4 separate regions of the Mus musculus genome follow, and regions 1, 2 and 3 are each linked to region 4. A link is a contact called in public Hi-C, HiChIP or PLAC-seq and promoter capture Hi-C data. All regions are on one chromosome and are shown on one strand. Each heading gives the region's core, a stretch centred on a gene start, on an enhancer-like site or on the middle of the called end of the contact. The rest is flanking DNA. Distances are from core to core; before and after follow the strand shown. Region 1 overlaps Asic2 (acid-sensing (proton-gated) ion channel 2). Region 2 has its middle 19 kb from the start of Spaca3. Region 3 overlaps Myo1d (myosin ID). Region 4 has its middle 25 kb from the start of Gm11418.

Region 1 (3,176 bases), core at 610-3,109, 530 kb after region 4:
ATCCGGAGAGGCGGCAATGGATAGTCTATATTGCTTTGGGAATCAGTTGGCTAACGCTGGCCAATCATTCAAAAAGAGATTTCTCATGCCTAATGCTGGGTTTTGTTAGTCTATGGATCTTGTGGGGAGTATTATCAGCCAAGTGATTTAACTTCCTTTAAAATACACACATACACAAGTTGCTTAACTTCCTTTAAGATACACACACACACACACACACACACACACACAGAGGGGTGGGTATTGTGTACAATTTTGGGTAAATATAAAACAATGATTCCTTTGGGCTTTATCAGACAGCCTTGGTGTTTGTTATTTGTCCCTGTCCCTCCATGCCCATCTATCTTGCTCTCCTTCCCTCCTCCTCCTCCTTTGGAACCCCCTCGTTGTTTTTCCATTTTTAGCTTCATATCATCTATCATCTATTTCCTGTTGTTACCCTCTCAGTTACCCAATCCCTACCCTCTATGGTCTATAACTTTATTTCCACAGAGAAAGAAAATCTAAATTTTAACTAACTTTAAGACAAACTTTTATAAAGGTTAAGAATTTTCTACATTTCAAAGCTTCAGCAACATGAATTTTTTTTTAAGTCCAAACTTCTTTTTGAAAAATGGAAAACAGTTAACAATTTGTAATGCCTGTCACGCTGCCTTTATAGAATCGCGTGTAAGGGGAACAACTTATGTTTTTGATCCTCTTAAAGTGGAATCTTAAACAAGTTTTCCCCAGTGCTGAGGAGGTGAAAAAAGTTAGGTAGATACAGTCCTTACTTAAATTCTCTTCTTGTGGATTTCTTGTTATTTCCAAATCAATTGGAGCTAGACTCAAAAGATATAGAAAAAAAAATCACACCAGTTTATGGTTCTTGAAGTCTGTCTGTCTGATGTCTGTCTGTATTTGTATATCTGTACCTGTCTCTCTTTCTGTCTGCCTGTCTGCCTGTCTGCCTGTATCTGTGTATCTGTGTGTCTGTACCTGTCTCTCCGTCAGAGACAGTCTGCCTGTCTGAATGTCCGTTTGTCTGACACCCTCTCTGTGTCTTACACACACACACACACACACACACACACACACACACACACGCACGCACGCACACGCACACACGCACACACACGCACGCATGCACACACACACACACACACACACACACACACACTGGGTAACAGTGTTCCTGATACCCAGATCACGTCCTGCCTTCTTGCATGACACAGACAAAAGTTTGAACATTCATCAATGTCCCTGAGAACAGACTCAGAGTAGGAAACAGAGCCCCGGAGAGTGAAATCAGACGGTCTGTTTCTTGTCTCTTCTCATTCTTCCAGCTTCCGTTGCCTCCTCTCTGAAGTGGAGAACATAAGCATGTCACAGCATTGCTCTGAAGATTCAGGGTGGGGATGGAAGGCTTGGAGAGCAAGTGTCCCACACCTAATAGGCAAGAAATATGTATGGGGCCGTTACTACCTTGGTGGCATTAAGTGTATTCCTTCACAAGGTCAGAGTAAAGAGCAAATGAAGCGAGGTAGGAGGTAATGTGTGTGGAGTCCTTAGAGGGGTGGGGGCCGCTGTCTCTGCAATTCTCCCCTCTGGCCACTTCTCGCTAGCTAGGAGCAGGTTCCTTTGCCGAGAAGCCATGGACCACTCGAAACACGGCATGTTTCTCATCTGCTTCTGGCTGTTCTGGAAAAGGTGACTTTCTGAGCTTCATTGGGCCCTTGAGTTAAGTAATTGAAGCTTTAAGGGTCTGAAGTGACTCACCCTGCACTGTTTATTCTGGTCTCGTGTGCACAAAAGAGAGGAAAGTCACCAGCTCTAGCCACCCACTGCAGTGTTAGAGACGAGAATAGCTGGATAAAATACTGACAATAATTCCCTGGGCCTGGCTCGAGTCCTCCTTAACGGGTGGTGTTGGGGACGATGCATAACAGATCCTGAATCATCAAATACAGTAGCTCCCCAGTTATCACTGTGTACCCTGAAGAGAGGAGGGAGGGAGAGAGGGAGAAGGAAAAAAATGCCCTGAGCAAACAGATCTTGCTTACAGTCTATGCTGGAGACCGACAGGAAAATAGGCTTTCAAACCTTATCACTGACTGAACTCCTACTGTGGGTGAGACATAACTGCAACACACAAGAGGATTAAGTCACACACACACACACATACATCCCACAGCCACCGGAAGCAATACTTGGCTAATAATACTGATAAGAGTTGCAGAACCAGCTCTCAGGGAGTGCACACCTGTGTGAGCAAGGGGCAATGTGTGATATACTCTCTTCTGGATCTTTATTTACGTCTATGTGTATGTTGTGGTATGTGCATACATTCATGTGTGTGAATGTGTGTGTGTGCATATGTGTGAAGGCTAGAAATAAACATGGGGTAAATCCCTCAATCACTTTTCACCTTTCTTTGTGAGGCAGGGTCTCTCACCAACTGGCTAGCATAGCTATCTAGCAAGCCCAAGGGACCTTCCTGCCTGTGCCCCTCCCCCCCCAACCCCTGCCTCTGCCCCTGGCCCCGCCCCACCCCGCCCCATGCCCCCTCAGTACTGAGAATACATGACATACTGCCAGACCCAACTTTTTCCACAGTTGTTCTGAGGGTCTAACCTCAGGTCCTCACACTTGTGCAGCAAGGATTTTACTGATGGAGCTATCTCCCCAGCCCCTGTTCTGGATCTTTAATGTCACCCTTCAAGAGTAGTTATCTACCTTTTAGGAAAAAGGATGTAAAGCTCACTTCCTGAAGTGTGAGAGCCCTGCTATACTAGACACTAAGCAGTACTTCTGAATGCATGGAGGTTAAGGGTGGATAGCTGAGTGGAGTGGTCGAGGGTATTCCCAAAGTCACAGAGTAAACATGTGGTAGAAGAGCAATTATGTGAGCCTGGTTCTCTGCACCCTCAACCTGTGCCCACCCACAGCATCCAGAAGCCACCCTCAGCTCAGCTCCAATCGGGAACTCGCTGCAGTGCAGTGCAGCAGAGCAAGCTGAGAACACAGCCTCTGGTTTCCTGCCAGAGTCAACAGCATGGCTAATTTATTTTAAATAAAAACATTTGAAAGCACAAGTTGCACTATGTAGCAAAGAGGGACTGTCTTTAAAAGGAGATTTTTTTGCTGCAGAAATTTCCATATTCTATAAGACAATCCCAAGGCTAGGTTACCCTAAG
Region 2 (2,909 bases), core at 334-2,833, 740 kb after region 4:
AGATGGGAAAGAGTCTACTGCAATGCCCACCCCCATGCTCACAGACAGCCAAACTCTCTACAGGGGTTGCCCAAACTGTTAACAGTTCTTAAGAAAGCAGAACGGCTTAGGTGGAAGGTTTCTGATGTTATTTTCTATTGTGGCAGCTGTCAATCATTAGTAGTATAATGTTTAAGACACTGTATTACCTTACGGCTCTATAAGGTCTCACATGGGCTTCATTGCACTACGGTGACAGCAGGATTGCATTTCCCTCGGGAAACTCCAGGGGAGGGTCCACTTCCTTACCTTGTCCAGCCACTATAGACCCACCACTGTTCCTTGACTGGTACCTTGACCCCTTCCCACTTCTTTCAAGATAGCTGGAACGATTAAGTCTTCTCATATCACATAATCTTCCATAGTCACATTTCCTCCAGCCCTGACCTCGCCTACTCTTCCCCTTTAAAGGCTCCTATGGGCCCACCAGGTTGTCCAGACAATCTGCTCCATTACAAGGTTATCCCCTCCAGCACATCTGCAAAGCCTCTTTCCTATGTAGAGCCACATAGGGATCAGGATGCAAGTATTTTCATGGGTGATTATTCTGCCTACTGGAGCTCATGGCCTAATGTTCTTGTTTTCCAAATGAACAGACCCAACTTGGGTTAGGGGAGACTGACCTGGGATCACCCACAGAATGAATGACTGTGCTAAGATGTACTCCTTAGCTGCTGGGCTCACAACTCTATTTGTAGATCTATAACGTTGACTCACTTAAAGCAAGAAGAGCCAAAAGTGATCTTTCTCCCAAGACTTGGCCAGGCCATAGTCGTCTATGAGATAAACTCACCCATCACTTCAGCCAACTGGAAAGTGTCCCACTGGTGGCAAGACCAGCAAATGTGGAAGGATGGGGGGTCTGGAGGCTGACCTCAGACTCTCCCATCAGGGACAGGGACAAAGGGAAGTGTCTATTTGTGTATGTAGGATCCTATCTGATGCCTCTGCTTTCTTCCAATTTGACAACTTCAGACATTTTAAAAATTAACAACTGAAGATGATATTTGAACTGCTTCAGTAGATTTCTAGCTTCCTTCCAAGAGCGATAAATTAGAAATAGGACTCATTTTTTGTGATGGGCCAAAGAGTGTTTAGACACATTTGTATAGCTTTGGGGCTCACATATCTATGTATTTCTTCCTATTTGGGGTTTCCAGCTTTGTTCAGCTTAGGGTATGTCTATGTACTTAGCCTGTTTAAATGTTCACACACACACACACTACAAAAGAACAAACTAATAACCAGTATCAATTAGTCCATGGTTAACAGAAGATAGTCTAACTTCCAGAGAGTGGTGGTCTGTTTTTCTTGCCGTCATTACAAATAAGTATTCATACAGACGTTTTTTAGAGTGATGATTGGGAGGGGTCATGGGTGCAGAGGTCACTCGGGCACATGTCACAAGCTAAACGATCACCAAAGATGACACATAGGCTTGGAGTTGAGAACAGTCACGTGGCCATACCTCAAGGTGACGCTCAGTGGCCTTGGAGGCTGGGATAAACTGATTGATGAGTGGCCCCAGGCCTCACAGGCAGTCCAGCAGGCTGCTGTGGTCAGTGGAGCGAAAGAACCAAGTCCTTCTGCGAGCATCCGAGCTCTGCCAGCAACTGAGCTGGCTGCGCACAGGCTGTTGCTTTGTTGTTTTTGGCAAAGACGCCAGAGTTATTTTATTTTCCTCTCTCCAGCTTGAAGCTATTTTTGTGAATGTTTTAACTGTGAACGTGCCTTGAGAGTAGCTTCCAGCACCACACGCACTGATGGGACTGGAGGCTCTGGCTCTTAGTAAGCTAGAGGTGGCCACTGGGAGCCCAGCACCCACAGGGGTGAGCTTGCCAGGTGACATGCCCCTTCCAGGAAGCTTGGCTCAGCCCACTTGAACAGAGGGACCCAAGGAGAAGGAAGCCAGGAGACTTTCTTCCTTCACAGACTCAGAGTCTTCCATTCCTGGAATTGTACAGCCAAGGGGCTCCTTCAGGCCTCGGTGACTGAACTTCCCGGTTACAGAGGAGAAAGGGGGTTCAGAGAGGCCAAAGAATTCCTTCTGCAGGAGGGTTCATCCAGCCCCGACCCACATACAGTGGGGCAGTCCCCATATTGCATTAGGAAAGCTTCCTGGCAGAGGTGGAGAAGGGAACAGGAGAAAAATAAAAAGCAAATAGCCAAAATATGAAGAACACAGATCCACTATTCATCCCCTCGACTGTTGTGTGCCAGGCATTTGCCCTCACATGGAGTTTACAGTCTGAGTGGAAATACTAACAAGTATACAGATGGATTGGGGTCCCAGTTGAAGGGGCATGAAAAGAGGTGTAAGGTGGGTCCAGGAGGTTAGAATAGGCAGAGTTTAGGGGGACTGGACAAGGTCAAGGAAACCCAAGAAAAGACATGATAGAGGAAAATGAAGTCATGTGTACACATACACACACATATACACGTACACACATACATACACACACATATACACGTACACACATATACATGTACACACATACATACACACACATAGAAAACACATATACATGCACACACATATATACACACATACATGCACACGTGCACACATGCAGAGAGAGAGAGAATGAGAGAGAGAGTACAAAGGTCCATAAGAGACTTTTTCCAAGGTTTCTTCATTACTATTTGTTTCCTGTAACATATTGATTTTTAATCTTGTTTCGATCACAAACCCATTTTAGAACAAAGTGGAAACGATGAATCCTTCCCCACCACCCCACCCAGGAATGATGTTCATAACCATGGGGACAGGCATTAGGTTGCCAGTCAGTGACCCTCCATGGCCCCACTGATGCTGGCCATGCCCTAGAGAGTGCTGACTAATCTCCTAAAGAGCCCACACCAGCACACAA
Region 3 (3,115 bases), core at 373-2,872, 990 kb after region 4:
TTGTTTGTTGTTTTCTGCTGCACACTCAGGCTAGGGGGCCCATGAGCTCTGGGCATGATTCTGTCTTCACCTTCCGTCTCCCCCACGGGAGTGCTGACCTTCGCTTTCTTGCAAGCTCAGCTGTAGCTGTTACGTGTTTATACATCAGTAGAGTTTCTTGCCATATTCCATGGAAATCATAAGAGAAAAGTAGTGTAGTCAGTTTTGGAATTTTAAATAAAAGTGTATCAAAGAGGAAACAGTAGCCAATTTACGAATCTTATGGCCTAAGTCACACAGCTGAGATGAGAGGAAATTATCAGACCATGAGAGTTGTTTGGGGTTCCCATTCTTCCAAGTTGGGGTCATAGATAGCTAATGTTGTGAATGACTGAGATAGAAGGTATAGTCACTAGCACATATTTCCAGGATATTAGCAGTGTAGGCATGATATGTTTCAGGTATGAATGAGACATTCAAGTAGAAATGACTGGCAAGGGGGCTGGAGAGATGGCTCAGCGGTTAAGAGCACTGACTGCTCTTCCAGAGGTCCTGAGTTCAAATCCCAGCAACCACATGGTGGCTCACAACCATCTGTAACAATATCTGGCGCCCTCTTCTGGAGTGTCTGAAGACAGCTACAGTGTACTTACATATAATAAATAAATAATTTAAAAAAAAAAATTAAAAAAAAAAAAAAAAAAAAAGAAATGACTGGCAAGCAGTTAGTGGTGAAAAGGAAGGAAGAAAGGAAGTAGCAGTTTTCTTTTTGTTTGTTTGTTTTTGTTTTTGAGTTTCTCTGTGTTGCCCTGGCTATCCTGGATGTCACTCTATAGACCAGACTGGCCTCAAACTCAGAGATCTGCCTGACTCTGCCCCAAATGCTGAGATTAAAGACATGTGTCACACCCATGCTACACCCAGCCAGCAGTTTTCAAATATATAGTCACCAGTGTGTTAAGGTAGACTATGATAAGCACAAGATACAGGAGAACTAGATACAAGGAACAGAGTCCTCCAGCAAGGAAGTATGTTGGACATTTATAATAAAACAGTATGGAAAAGTGTGTGTATGTTCTCAATGAAGAAACCAAGGCATGTTTGTCTTCTGAAACATCTAGGAGATTTCAGCTACTGAATTTGAAACCTTATCCTGCATATATTACTAAGCCATGCTATTAGAATAGTATTGCTATGTACAAGTCATTGATCTTACAATTCTGAAGAAAATCTCTAAGATTTATTATATAAGCCAACAACTGATCCATTTAAATATGCAGCCACATCTGCACCTTGACAAATGACAGCCTTTTAGAAAAATAAAAAGGCTTCAGCAGAAATTATCATTGAAACCACAAGGCATTCTTGCTTTCCCGCCCTCAGCACCCTCCTCCTCCACCACCCAACTGGTGAATAAAATGAGAAAAAGCATATTTGGAAAATAATGATGATGTGTCAAAACCAATTTGTCTCATCCTTATCTCCTCCTAGATATGGCCAGTGTCATCTGTTGCCCTTCCACAGCCCACTTCCCCCGCTGTCAGTAAGTGTCCTTTGCCTCCCTTCCCCAACCCATTCCCCCACATTGGACTCCGATGATTTGCTTTCCAGAAAGAGCAGCAAACCCGTTGCCTGGGTGATAGCTCATTACTACGGCAACCAATTTGGTGCATCAGTATGAATCCCAATTTTAAAATGTAATTATGCCGAGATGTGTACATATGCTTCAGATTTACTTAAAAGAAGTCTGTTCCCCGTTGGAAGAAAAACGTTTCCTGTGCTAGATGAAAGAAGGGGAAAACCTTTATTTTCTTCTCTCGGGCGGAATACACCTCTCAATTGAGTCTCCACTGTGTCGGGAAAACAGCTTGCTTTGTTTTTTTTTCCCTCACCACTTTTGTTTTAACTTGAGATGTTCCCTTTCTCAGACATTTCTCTCTTGAGACCTGTCACTCACAGCCCAACAGCTGGTGTCTCCATGGCAACGGTGTCTGGCCCCTATAGGTGGTATCAGAGAAAAGGGGGAGGGGATGGAAGCATGGCTACATTTTCATTGCTCTTTTCTTGTTTAATTGCTGCAAGCTGAAGAGATTGACTCTTTGTAAAGCATTCATTAGGAAAAGGAAGGGGATTTAGTGAATAGATGTTTACACGAAATCACAATATTCCTGCTACCCCGTACTCAAGAGGAGCAAGCTCATGAATAAGAAGTGTAGCTGGAAATGTGTTCAGGCACGGGGAACAAAAGCCATCCAGTTGCTACTGAGCAATTCATTTTTGCTCCTTCCCCAACAAAAATAATTGTTCTAAAGACACAAAGGGCATATTTGGGTGCAAGGAGTATTTATTTTAGTTGCCTGCCTTATTAAACATGCCTGCTAAATCAGGTAAGCCTTGCAACTCATTAAGTTTCCCCTGTGCTGAAGCTGCTGGGAAGCACAGCTGCCGAAGCCATCTTCAATTCGGGCTTTCTAACAGACGTCTTCTCCTCTCCTGCCTTCACCTCTGCCCCACTGTTAGCTGGCCTTCTCTGGTTCTTGTGACGATCAGAATATTTTATTGTAATGGCTGTTCATCCCTTAGTGAAAAGTAACTGCCACTTAAAGTATTTTTAGGGTTTTTTTTTTTCGTTTGTTTGGTTTGTGTGGTGGAGTTCTGTTTGTGGTGTGCAGGGGATGGAACCCAGGCAGGCCTCAACATTTGCAAGGCAAACTTGTCTTAACATTGAACCATATCCTTAGTGCAAGTTTAAAAATATACTCCCTAGCATATCTAATTTTTTTTCACATATTAACCTAAGAAAATGTAACTGTTTATCAAGGTAGCTATATAAGATACGTGTGGTTTCAGTCTGAGCATCGCAGGGTGAGGTACCTTTGTTTCCTTTCCTTTTGCTTAGCAAATGTATGAAATACTATCAAGCGATATGCGCGAGTCTGGCATTTCTAGTGTAGCTGATCTGGTGAGTTCCAGGTTCAGTTAGACTCTCAAACCATCAGGTAGAAAGCAGCAGAAGAAGACATCAGTGTCAGCCGTTAGCTTTCATGTGCATGAGCACACCTCTGCTCACCCATCTACACGCTTGTATACAAACATGGATACCTGCCTGCGCACATCATACGCATAGGAAGTGGTG
Region 4 (2,808 bases), core at 114-2,613:
GCAGGTGTAAGGTTTCTACTGGGTAGATCAAGCCAGCCTTGAACCCCAGCTCTTCCTGCATGAACTTCCTAAGTGCTGGGAATGCAGGGACATGCCAACCTTGCTCGACTGAGTGTGGTTGTTTCTGATTTATACCCCCTGCCCCAAGTCATTCGACTCAGGGAAAAACGCAAAACAAAAGCAAGATTTTAATCCAAGAGACAAGAGAAAAATGAAACTAAAACATGATACAAAGCTGAAGAACGGGAAAGATGGAAGAGAAAAGAATGGAAAAGCACAGTGTGTTTATGTATATAGTTCATGAACTCTTTAGAAGACTCAGGTTCCCCGGGGTCGGGGCGGGGGACGGAGGGGGGGGGGCAGAATCCAATCAAAAATATGTTACTTTCTCCGACTTCAAGCTCAGAATCACTAAAAAGTGGCAAACTGGTGATGTGATTCCAAACCTTTCCCTATCTTATCTTTTCAGAAGCTGCAGCAATTGCCTTTTCTTCTAGAATGTCGTCCCATTGTTTAAAAAGGAACTTCAAATTAGAATGATCTTCCCTGGGCAATTCCTGAAACAGCCACTAGATGGCAGAATGAGACCACAAAGATGCTGTGTCAGATTGGCTGCTGATCTGCATGCAGCCCGGGGAGCCGCGAGCTAGCAAGCCATCTCCTGCAGGCATCTGATTAATAATGGGGCTGTAATTATCTTTACACAATCCCGATTGCAGCTCCCGTTGTAGCCTAGCTGTTAAATTAAACTGCACAAATAAATATGCCTTGCGACTCAGCCTCCCCAGCACTGCCCACCCTGGGTGGCTTCCAGGCATATTAACATATCAAAACACAAACAGAACCCCTCCCCACTCCCTTCATTTTCATAACAAAAGGGGCCCCCTTTCATCTCCCCAGCAACCGGGTCTGTATTTAAATAGCTCTGTGAAGGCCGATAACGTTATTACTTTATTTCCCTAGTCTAGCCCTGGGATATCTGCTTCTTCGGGAAGATGGATGGATGGATTTTATTAGGAAGATGAAACACCCACGGACCCAAGCGGCCTGAAGCTTGGTGCAGAAGAGAGCCTGTAAAAGCCTCACCTAAAGGAATACTCAGAAATAACTAGGGATCCTAATTGGTCTGAGGCAGCGCTTTCCGGCTTAGTGGTCTAGGGTCAAAGGAATGAAAATGCAAACGAAATTGGGTTAGGGCCATAGGTTCCGGATGGTGGCATTATAAACTGTAGAGCCCTGGGCATGAAGACACATAGGGGTTAGAACTTCCTAGAAAGCACTTCACCCCAGCTGCAGGGCTGCTGACTTCCCCCCAAGTAACGGGAGATGTCTAGAGATCCTGCCTCCAGCCAGGGACAACTCAGGCGTGGGAGGGAGCTACACAGATGATGCAGATCCTGATTTGACTCCCAGTGTTAGAGAAGCTTGTACAATCCAAGGACTTGGCAGTACAAAGGCCTGTTTGGGGCGGCGGAAGCTAAGTCCTGAGGTTAACTCCTGCAGCAGGCACTCCTGTTAGGCCCCCAGTAGGTAGAGGAGAAGGGAGGCTTTACTCCCGAAGAGACTCCCTTCCATCATCCTAGGAGCTCCTCCTCTGCTCCCGACTACACATCGTTTGTGCTCCGTGGAATGAATGGGTGTCTGTTTCCGCACTCAGTGGAGGGGTGGGACTAAGCAAAGATGGAGAGGCTGAGGGAGGCGGGGCCGGGAGATCTGATAGTACATCTTAAGAAAGGAGAGAGGGATCAGCTAGCTTATCAACAGTCTGGTTCCCCAGGGTGAAGACAGGTAGATAGACTCGGGATAAACAGCATGGCTCTTCTGCGATGTGGTATCCTTGAACGCACGGGTTGATGAAAGCGAAAATGAATGAGTAAACATTCCAAGAAGCAGGGGCAAACTCCAGCCAGCACAGGGCTCTAGATCCCAAGAGCTTTCAGGAGGCGGTCTCCGAAAGGGCGGGGCTTTCTTTGACTGACATAGGTGATAGACATCTCATGAGTTGTGCCATCTCAGAATTGCCTATGTAACAATCATATGCATGAGGTAGTCTGCATGCATCAGCCTTACGGGATTTGTGATGTCCCAAAGGCCAAAGACCATCCTTTCCTTAGTGGCTTTGCACTGGAGAAATCTCTAGAGAACTGAATCCTCTGTTGGGCTTTGGTTTCTAACTGTGGTCGGAATTTTTGTTTGCTTGTTGGGAAGGGTTTTTCACAGTCCAAGGGACTATCTGGAGCAGTGAGGAAATGGTCTTCTTTGTTGACATTAGACCCTGGAGTGATTTTCCTATGACTTACACGGCCGTACCTCACTTGAAGAGGGCGCAGTAAGACAGAGCCATGATCATGAGAAGACCCCAGGAGAAAGGATAACCCCCTCCTCATATAGCTATAGATTTCCAGAGGAAATCCCAAAATCTCTCTCTGTCAGATCACAGTCATGAAAGGCTGCTTCGATGTATGCTCACCTGCCCAGGAGGCAGAGGAAGGACAGCCCATCCCCAGATACACTCCTCCTTAGCTGCTATAAGCCTCCTCCCTGAGTATCGCCCGCTACCTGGCGGGCTTCCCTTACAAGATAGAGTGGAGATGGGCTCAGGGGATTGTTGTCACAAGGGACTTCAGTTCCTTCCCTTGGTGGTTCATGCATTTATGCATTCCACAAAAATTAATTAAAAGTCTATTGTGTACAGACTATTACACTAATCACTTAAGAAGCCCGCAAAAGAAGACAGGGGCATAATGAAGCCTGTGTTTATCATCTTGAGTCCTGGAGTTGAACGTCAGCTCAGAAAGCAGGAGGCGC

Evidence for each region. Promoter capture Hi-C pulls out the DNA fragments that hold promoters and counts their contacts. A called contact is a pair of places that touch in the nucleus more often than the background predicts. HiChIP or PLAC-seq counts read pairs in DNA pulled down with a chosen protein or histone mark.
Region 1: a promoter capture Hi-C map of hippocampal neurons shows a contact between it and region 4, with 5 times the contacts expected there. The contact joins two enhancer-like sites. A contact is called at or near these places in 1 of 39 promoter capture datasets (hippocampal neurons), 3 of 115 datasets of contacts at active chromatin or transcription factors (all in embryonic stem cells) and 2 of 9 other capture datasets (embryonic stem cells and embryonic tail).
Region 2: a Hi-C map of cortical neurons shows a contact between it and region 4, with 2.4 times the contacts expected there. The contact joins two enhancer-like sites. A contact is called at or near these places in 10 of 39 promoter capture datasets (the C10 cell line, cranial neural crest, embryonic stem cells and 7 more), 1 of 15 datasets of contacts at CTCF or cohesin (the NIH/3T3 cell line), 1 of 484 Hi-C or Micro-C datasets (cortical neurons), 12 of 115 datasets of contacts at active chromatin or transcription factors (differentiating embryonic stem cells, embryonic basal ganglia, embryonic hindbrain and 5 more) and 2 of 9 other capture datasets (embryonic stem cells and embryonic trunk).
Region 3: an H3K4me3 HiChIP or PLAC-seq map of embryonic basal ganglia shows a contact between it and region 4, with 7 times the contacts expected there. The contact joins two enhancer-like sites. A contact is called at or near these places in 1 of 15 datasets of contacts at CTCF or cohesin (pro-B cells), 1 of 484 Hi-C or Micro-C datasets (cortical neurons), 5 of 115 datasets of contacts at active chromatin or transcription factors (astrocytes, embryonic basal ganglia, embryonic forebrain and 1 more) and 1 of 9 other capture datasets (embryonic stem cells).

Annotation. Positions count from the first base shown.
Region 1 is chr11:81,079,249-81,082,424 of GRCm38.p6, reverse strand. All of the region lies in intron 1 of Asic2 (acid-sensing (proton-gated) ion channel 2), which reads left to right. Among named protein-coding and RNA genes, the nearest start is that of Gm51910, 54 kb to the left of the region's middle. Within about 2 kb of position 1,859, at least 16 of the 459 cell types and tissues checked have an H3K27ac peak or open chromatin away from gene starts, as enhancers often do. A contact at or near this core is called in hippocampal neurons, where this site is marked.
Region 2 is chr11:80,876,160-80,879,068 of GRCm38.p6, reverse strand. No RefSeq gene overlaps it. Among named protein-coding and RNA genes, the nearest start is that of Spaca3, 19 kb to the right of the region's middle. Within about 2 kb of position 1,583, at least 67 of the 459 cell types and tissues checked have an H3K27ac peak or open chromatin away from gene starts, as enhancers often do. A contact at or near this core is called in cortical neurons and hippocampal neurons, where this site is marked.
Region 3 is chr11:80,621,713-80,624,827 of GRCm38.p6, reverse strand. All of the region lies in intron 16 of Myo1d (myosin ID), which reads left to right. The region is part of intron 1 of Gm38907 (a long non-coding RNA gene); the gene reads right to left. Among named protein-coding and RNA genes, the nearest start is that of Gm38907, 4.5 kb to the right of the region's middle. Within about 2 kb of position 1,622, at least 55 of the 459 cell types and tissues checked have an H3K27ac peak or open chromatin away from gene starts, as enhancers often do. A contact at or near this core is called in cortical neurons, embryonic basal ganglia and embryonic forebrain, where this site is marked.
Region 4 is chr11:81,611,231-81,614,038 of GRCm38.p6, reverse strand. It overlaps a transcript of Asic2 not described here. Among named protein-coding and RNA genes, the nearest start is that of Gm11418, 25 kb to the right of the region's middle. Within about 2 kb of position 1,363, at least 89 of the 459 cell types and tissues checked have an H3K27ac peak or open chromatin away from gene starts, as enhancers often do. A contact at or near this core is called in cortical neurons, embryonic basal ganglia, embryonic forebrain and 1 more, where this site is marked.